2 separate regions of the Mus musculus genome follow, and region 2 is linked to region 1. Evidence: chromatin contacts called from public HiChIP or PLAC-seq data. All regions are on one chromosome and are shown on one strand. Each heading gives the region's core, a stretch centred on a gene start, on an enhancer-like site or on the middle of the called end of the contact. The rest is flanking DNA. Distances are from core to core; before and after follow the strand shown. Region 1 overlaps Gtdc1 (glycosyltransferase-like domain containing 1). Region 2 overlaps Zeb2 (zinc finger E-box binding homeobox 2).

Region 1 (3,106 bases), core at 273-2,772:
ACAATGAAGACTCACCATCACAAAATGCATGTGGTCACACAAGCTTATAATCTCAATTCTTAGTAATTAAAGCAGGAGGATCTTCTAGAAGTTCAAGACTAGACTCAGATATTCGTGGAGCTCAAGGCCAACCTAGGCTATACAAAACCCTTAATCAAAGAAGGTATGTTCCTGGATTGTTCTCATCAAGTAATTCATACTCATTGTGTATAGTGTGTGTGTATGTGTGTGTGTGTGTGTGTGTGTGTGTGTGTGTGTGTGTGTGTTGTGTGTGTGTCTGTGTCTGTCTGTGTCTGCTGTCTGTGGTCTGTGTGTGTCTGTGTCCTTCTGCCAGTCTCAGTGCAACTGTGGAAGTCAGAGACTATATGCAGGAGCAGGTTCTCTCATTCTAACACTACGTACCATCTATAACACTGAACTCGAGCATCCCATAGATCAGACGGCAGCAGTAGGAAATATCAAAGAAAGATATCTAAATAAAGCAAATGGGAGACTAAGAAGGGAAAAGTTGGGGACTAGAAAACTACATTACAGTCATAAATGAGTCAACAAAAGAAAAAGGAAAAACCAAAATGAAATGGAAAAAAGAAAAGATGTACAAGAGATGAGATGGTTATACTGAGAATTGAATCCAGACCTTTGAACATGCTAAGCATATTCTTGTACAATAAAACAGAATAAAACAGAAAATGGATGAAAGATGAGAACAGAAGAAATGTTTTCTTTGAAGGGGGATGCTCTTAAAGTACTATCTTCTACAAAAACAAGATTCAAAACAATTAAGACTAGAACATATTGAGGTTATGGGATTTAAGAGGAAGTGAAAATGATGTAGGCATCCAGGAAGGACAAAAACTGAAATTTGGTGTTATATTATTTTCCTAATGCAGTAAGTAGTAAACACTATCCAGACATGGTAGAGAAATGTACTCAGCATGTATTCAGAAAAAATAAAATCTAGTTATTACACAGCCAGTGCTGGGCAGTGGTGGTGCACATCTTTAATCCCAGCACTTGGGAGGCAGAGGCAGGCAGATTTCTGAGTTCGAGGCCAGCCTGGTCTACAGAGTGAGTTCCAGGACATCCAGGGCTACACAGAGAAACCCTGTCTTAAAACACCAAAAAATAGCCAGCCAAATTAAGTACAGTCTCAAAGCAATCTACAATGCCTTGTTTAAGACTTTTTATTAACTCTCTGTGAGTTTCACATCATGCACCCCAGGCCTGCTCATCTCCCCATCCCCTCATATCCACCCATGGTTCTTTCAACCTCCCCACCAAAATAAAAAACATACAAACAAACAAACAAACAAACAAACAAAATCTTATTGTGGAAGCTGTTGTGCATCGCAGTGTGTCCCAGTGTTCCCCTCTGCCCAGTCACTGGAAATAAACTGAAAATCACAAAGATTCATATACACACCTAACTAATCATTTCCAAGAACATGCATGGTCTACTTATGAGAAGGGCTCAGTTCCAGAAGGTCCAGCTCATCAGGTATCTAAAAGGTGTAAAATGAAACACCAGACTCTGAACGGGGATGACTCAACCAAAGAAAGGTCAGTCACTAACATCAACGGGCAGCCACACACATGTCACTTTGCACAGCATTGTAAAACATGCCTTTCATGGTTATACCACAATGTATAGCATATAATTTGTGACTTCATTCTTTCGTATATACAGTATTTCTTCTCCTGGAATGCCCTCCACCTACTCTTCTCAGTCTTTAGACCTCCCCCCACCTCCTCCTTTAAGGCTACAGCTTAAATGTCAATTACTCTGTCCTATCTTTTCCAATCATTCAGGTAAAATTAATCATATCCTGAGTGCTGCCAAAGCTATTTGTGTACACCTACCCAAGTACTCTGAATAAGAGTGGGGAAACTCATTCGGCTCCTCCCACAACTGTTTAGCTCCCAACCAAGCCTATTTATTCATCTACATCAACTCCTTCAAAGCATGCTGTATGCTCTAAGTATGTACAAGAATGAGATAAAGAGATGGCTGGGTTTGAGTAAAGAAACTAAAGTGAAATAATTTAATAGAGGGAAAAACACCCAAAATTAAGAAAAGAAGTCTAGAAAAGGCCTGTGTGAGATGGAAACAAGATCAAAAGCAATGAGCTCACTGGGAGAGGTAGCAGGGGGAAAGTAATGAGGGTCCTAAGAAGATAATAATAAGGCCAAGGGAAAACCACAGTCAGTTCTTAGAAGAGTAACACAAAAAATTGATAAGAGACAGATTGTGGTTGTAAAATAACCATAGCTAACAGCCAAGTTTGAATATTCACTTCAATTCCTTTTCTATAAAATGTCCCTACCTATAGAAATAGCTCAGTAGTAGTTTGAGGAATAAACAGTATCAGATGCAAATGTCTTCAACATGGTAATGATCCATAGTACCTATTTCTATGATTGGTCTTAGTAACATGAACCTGGACATATCAGATGAGTTACAGAAGCTGGAGTGCTTTTTAATACATAATTCTCTTGTTTGGGCCCTATGCACAGTCTCACTTTGGTTTTCGTAATGGCTCCCCTGTTAACCAAGCAAATCAGTTCTAACAAGTCACTTCTCTCAAAACCTAATTTCTAACCTACAGAGTAGAATAAGAAACTCAATTCTCCCTGTTTGATGAATATATTGTTCCAATTATTTTAAATAGAAAACAATGAAAATATTTCACAAATAACTTAAGGAAGCAAAGGAAATAAAGAACACAGGATAACTTCTAAGAAGTATTTCCATAAAAAGATTCAAGAACATTATGATCTGAAGTGATGGTTCAGCAGTTAAGAGTAGCATCTATTCCTGTAAAGGACTCCCAGAACCAAATGGCAACTAACAAGCATAATTCTAGTCTCAGGGGATCCAATTTTCTCTTCTGGCCTCTACATAAATGTAAATATACATGCACGCAAAACAATCAGATAGATGGATGGATGGATGGATGGATGGATGGATGGATGGATGAATGGATAGGTAGGTAGGTAGGTAGATAGATAGATAGATAGATAGATAGAAGACAGATATAGATAATCTAAAAATAAAAAGATTCAGGGGCATTAAAAATACTGACGAAGACACTGCATTGGAGAAAAT
Region 2 (3,216 bases), core at 130-2,629, 130 kb after region 1:
GAACCTGAGGCCATCTTGAAGCTCACAAACTGGGAGGTTTTGGAGAGTCCTTAATTTAGGGTACATTGTTATATTTTAAACAAAACCATTTCGCTTTTGTTTCTATTTTTATAGAAACAGTATCCCAGCAACATAGAATATTAAAACTAGAAGCATTCTGAGCAGTCAGCTAGCTCAACATATGCATTTTACAGATATAGAAACTGAGTTCCCAAGAGACTAATTGATTTGCCTAAGGTTGTAATCTAGGTATTGTTGAAGCTGCATCTAGAAATTAGAATTATCAGTGCTCTAGTCCACAGTTTCTCTAAGCCCATATGGTTGTATACTTTTAGTTTTGTACTCAATTTGACATTACTCAAATGAGTAAGTCAGGAGTTTTTAGAAAATTGTTTCACTTACTTTATACCCAAGACAGTGAACCCATATCTCTTAAGTAGTTAATAAACATATTTATAGACAGCATGAACAGTATATTATGATGCATATTGACTTAAGGGAAATGTGAATGTCATCTTAATTAAATATACTTCTGAAGCCATTTTAAAGTGCACACTTTTTTCATTGGCACGCTGAATGGAGACAGTTATGTGATTTTTGTTCTTGTCTTATTTTAGGGAATGACTTTGTATTGGGGACTGTGCTAACATTTGTAATGGTGTTACAATGGTGTGGAGGATTGTTTGAAACATGAAGGTAGTGCCATACAGAAAAGGATACACACAGAGTGAATCTATGTCACCTTGTGCTGTGAGAAGAGATGCTGTTTGGGGGCGAACATGGAATGCCACCCTTAACCAGCCACAGCAGAGCCAAGGAAAACACTGCCTACTGTGTCCTGAGTGGTTATTCATCAGTTTTATTTAATTCTTGTTTAAAAGTCTGTCTGAGAAATATTACTTGATACCTCTAGTAGACGCAGAGATTTAAAAGTGAAGAGAGAATCTGAGAGAAGTTAAGTGATAAAATTTTTTAAGGAATTTATGGAAATGTGGATTTGGGAAAGGTACTTTTCAATTTGTACTTCATCATATCACTTGAATTCTCAATGACAGATATCAAGTAGTAGCTAAGGCCAGCATATTATATTATGATATAAAAATTATGTTTAAAGTAAAAGCTAAAACTAGAAAGCCATACAAATCATGCTGTAAGAATGTCCATTCATAAAACTCAAAATTCCCGAGCTATAGAGGTGAGTTAGGGTATAAGAATGGAAGACAAAGTTGCTTAATAAAATAAGAGATATGGCAAATTCAAAATTGAAACAAAACTAGACCTGTGAAGTCTAACTTCTTGTTAATCATGGAGGTGCAAATGGATGTGTCTGTGTTTTATCAGATTCAGGAAAACCACATGACACAGAACAAACATGATGTTGCTATGTGAACGTAACTTACCTGTACCATTGTTAATTGTGGTCTGGATCGTGGCTTCTGGCCCCATTGCATCATAATCTTCCTTCATTTCTTCTGTGGGGGAAAATTATCTTTAGCATTTGAAAATTACAGAAAGGCTTACTATTCTAAGCATGCCAAACATAGGAACAAGGAGGAGTCTTTGAAGGGAAACAGTGAGGCTTGTTGTAAAACTCTAAACAAAAGCTTTGTTCAGGCATCTGAATGAATTCAACAGTGCAGGCTGCACAAGAACTTATTTACTTTAAGCGTTACTGCAAGCTGTGAAAAACAGAGGTGCTTATTTGAAGCAAACGAAGGGCTTTTCTTCTGGTGGCAGTTCTAGTGACAAACAGGGGGGAGATGTTATTTTTTTCAATAAGATTGAGTCAAAAGTGACGAAGTATTTGAACTTATGAAGAGACACAGTAGCTGCTGTCTCTGGGTGCTTCATGGCAAGCCAGAATATCTCATTTTGCTTTCATGTTCTTTCTGCTTGGTATAGCTATGATGGAGTTAGTATAGGCTGGTATCCTTTTAAGAAAACCCCCAATTCTGCTGGGCAGTGGTAGTGTACGCCTTTAATCCCAGCACTTGGGAGGCAGAGGCAGGCAGATTTCTGAGTTCGAGGCCAGCCTGGTCTATAGAGTAAGTTCTAGGACAGCCAGGGCTACACAGAGAAACCCTGTCTCGAAAAAGAAAAAAAGAAAAGAAAATCCCAATTCTGCATATCATAACTTGGAATACTTAGATTTTACAAACTAACATCTCAGATGTATTAAAAATAACCATTGACTGTTTTACATAAATTTCTAAAGTCTATTTCTCATACCTCCCCATTTCTATAAATAGCTTTTTGTTTTGAGCATTTATGCCTCCACAGGCAATCATATTCATTTCCTGATGAAAAAATAGAGAGAAAACAGTAGCTCAATGTTTTAATTAAGATGAAAATATGTAATGTTGAAGGTGGAAATTCATGAATGATTAAGGGCCATTTTTGAAAATGGTAATACTCTCAAATAAGGGAGAAAAATGGGAATTTTCTCTGTGTACTATATTATAGAGTATGTGGGAAGGCAGAGCAAGGCAGCCTGCCAGTTAAAAATATTTCAAATAAACAAACATAACATGGACTCTCAGAAACTGTAGCTGTACAGTACAATACTAATGAGAGCAGACCATGATCCGAGGCGAGGATTTCTGTACTGTAATCCTTTTACTTAGAACACCAGGAACTGTGAGTCGAACTCTTTCTCAGATGTATCCTGATCATTTTTTTGTTTATCACATAATACACTGCTGTGGTTGGTGGAAAAACAGTGGCTAGAAAACGTTATAGCAAAATTGAATCTATCTGTATATAGAATCAAAGCTGAAAGAGCACATTCCTATCAGATACACACACACACACACACACACACACACACACACACACAGAGAGAGAGAGAGAGAGAGAGAGAGAGAGAGAGAGAGAGTAATGTAATGCCATTTTCAAAACAGTCACATAATTTTAATAATATTTATTTAGACTGTGCACCCACTTCAAATTAACTCCTGACCTTAGGCACCTCCTTTATTCCAGGAATATTTTCACAGGGATATTTTGCATGAAACATTTGGAAGTTCAATACACAGGAACGGTGTGTTGTCAAATGTAATAGTCAATGTTTTGGGAAGCTCTTTTTGGTATTTTTATTGGTCCCCAAAAGAAACAAAATAGGTATGTCTGCATTCAGTACTAGATATAAATATAGCCTCTGGGCCTCTCGCCCTCACACCTCTCTCTCACATGACTTCCGGTAACCAAGAGTCACAA

What was found. HiChIP or PLAC-seq counts read pairs in DNA pulled down with a chosen protein or histone mark.
Region 2: a contact with region 1 is called in a BATF HiChIP or PLAC-seq map of CD8 T cells, with 7 read pairs. The contact joins two enhancer-like sites. A contact is called at or near these places in 4 of 39 promoter capture datasets (cranial neural crest, liver, pre-B cells and 1 more), 1 of 115 datasets of contacts at active chromatin or transcription factors (CD8 T cells) and 1 of 9 other capture datasets (adipose tissue).

Annotation. Positions count from the first base shown.
Region 1 is chr2:44,885,214-44,888,319 of GRCm38.p6, forward strand. All of the region lies in intron 1 of Gtdc1 (glycosyltransferase-like domain containing 1), which reads right to left. Among named protein-coding and RNA genes, the nearest start is that of Gtdc1, 40 kb to the right of the region's middle. Within about 2 kb of position 1,523, at least 8 of the 459 cell types and tissues checked have an H3K27ac peak or open chromatin away from gene starts, as enhancers often do. A contact at or near this core is called in CD8 T cells, where this site is marked.
Region 2 is chr2:45,015,997-45,019,212 of GRCm38.p6, forward strand. It overlaps Zeb2 (zinc finger E-box binding homeobox 2), which reads right to left. Exons shown (of 10, transcript NM_015753.4): 4 at 1,401-1,472. Among named protein-coding and RNA genes, the nearest start is that of Mir5129, 5.6 kb to the right of the region's middle. Within about 2 kb of position 1,380, at least 26 of the 459 cell types and tissues checked have an H3K27ac peak or open chromatin away from gene starts, as enhancers often do. A contact at or near this core is called in CD8 T cells, where this site is marked.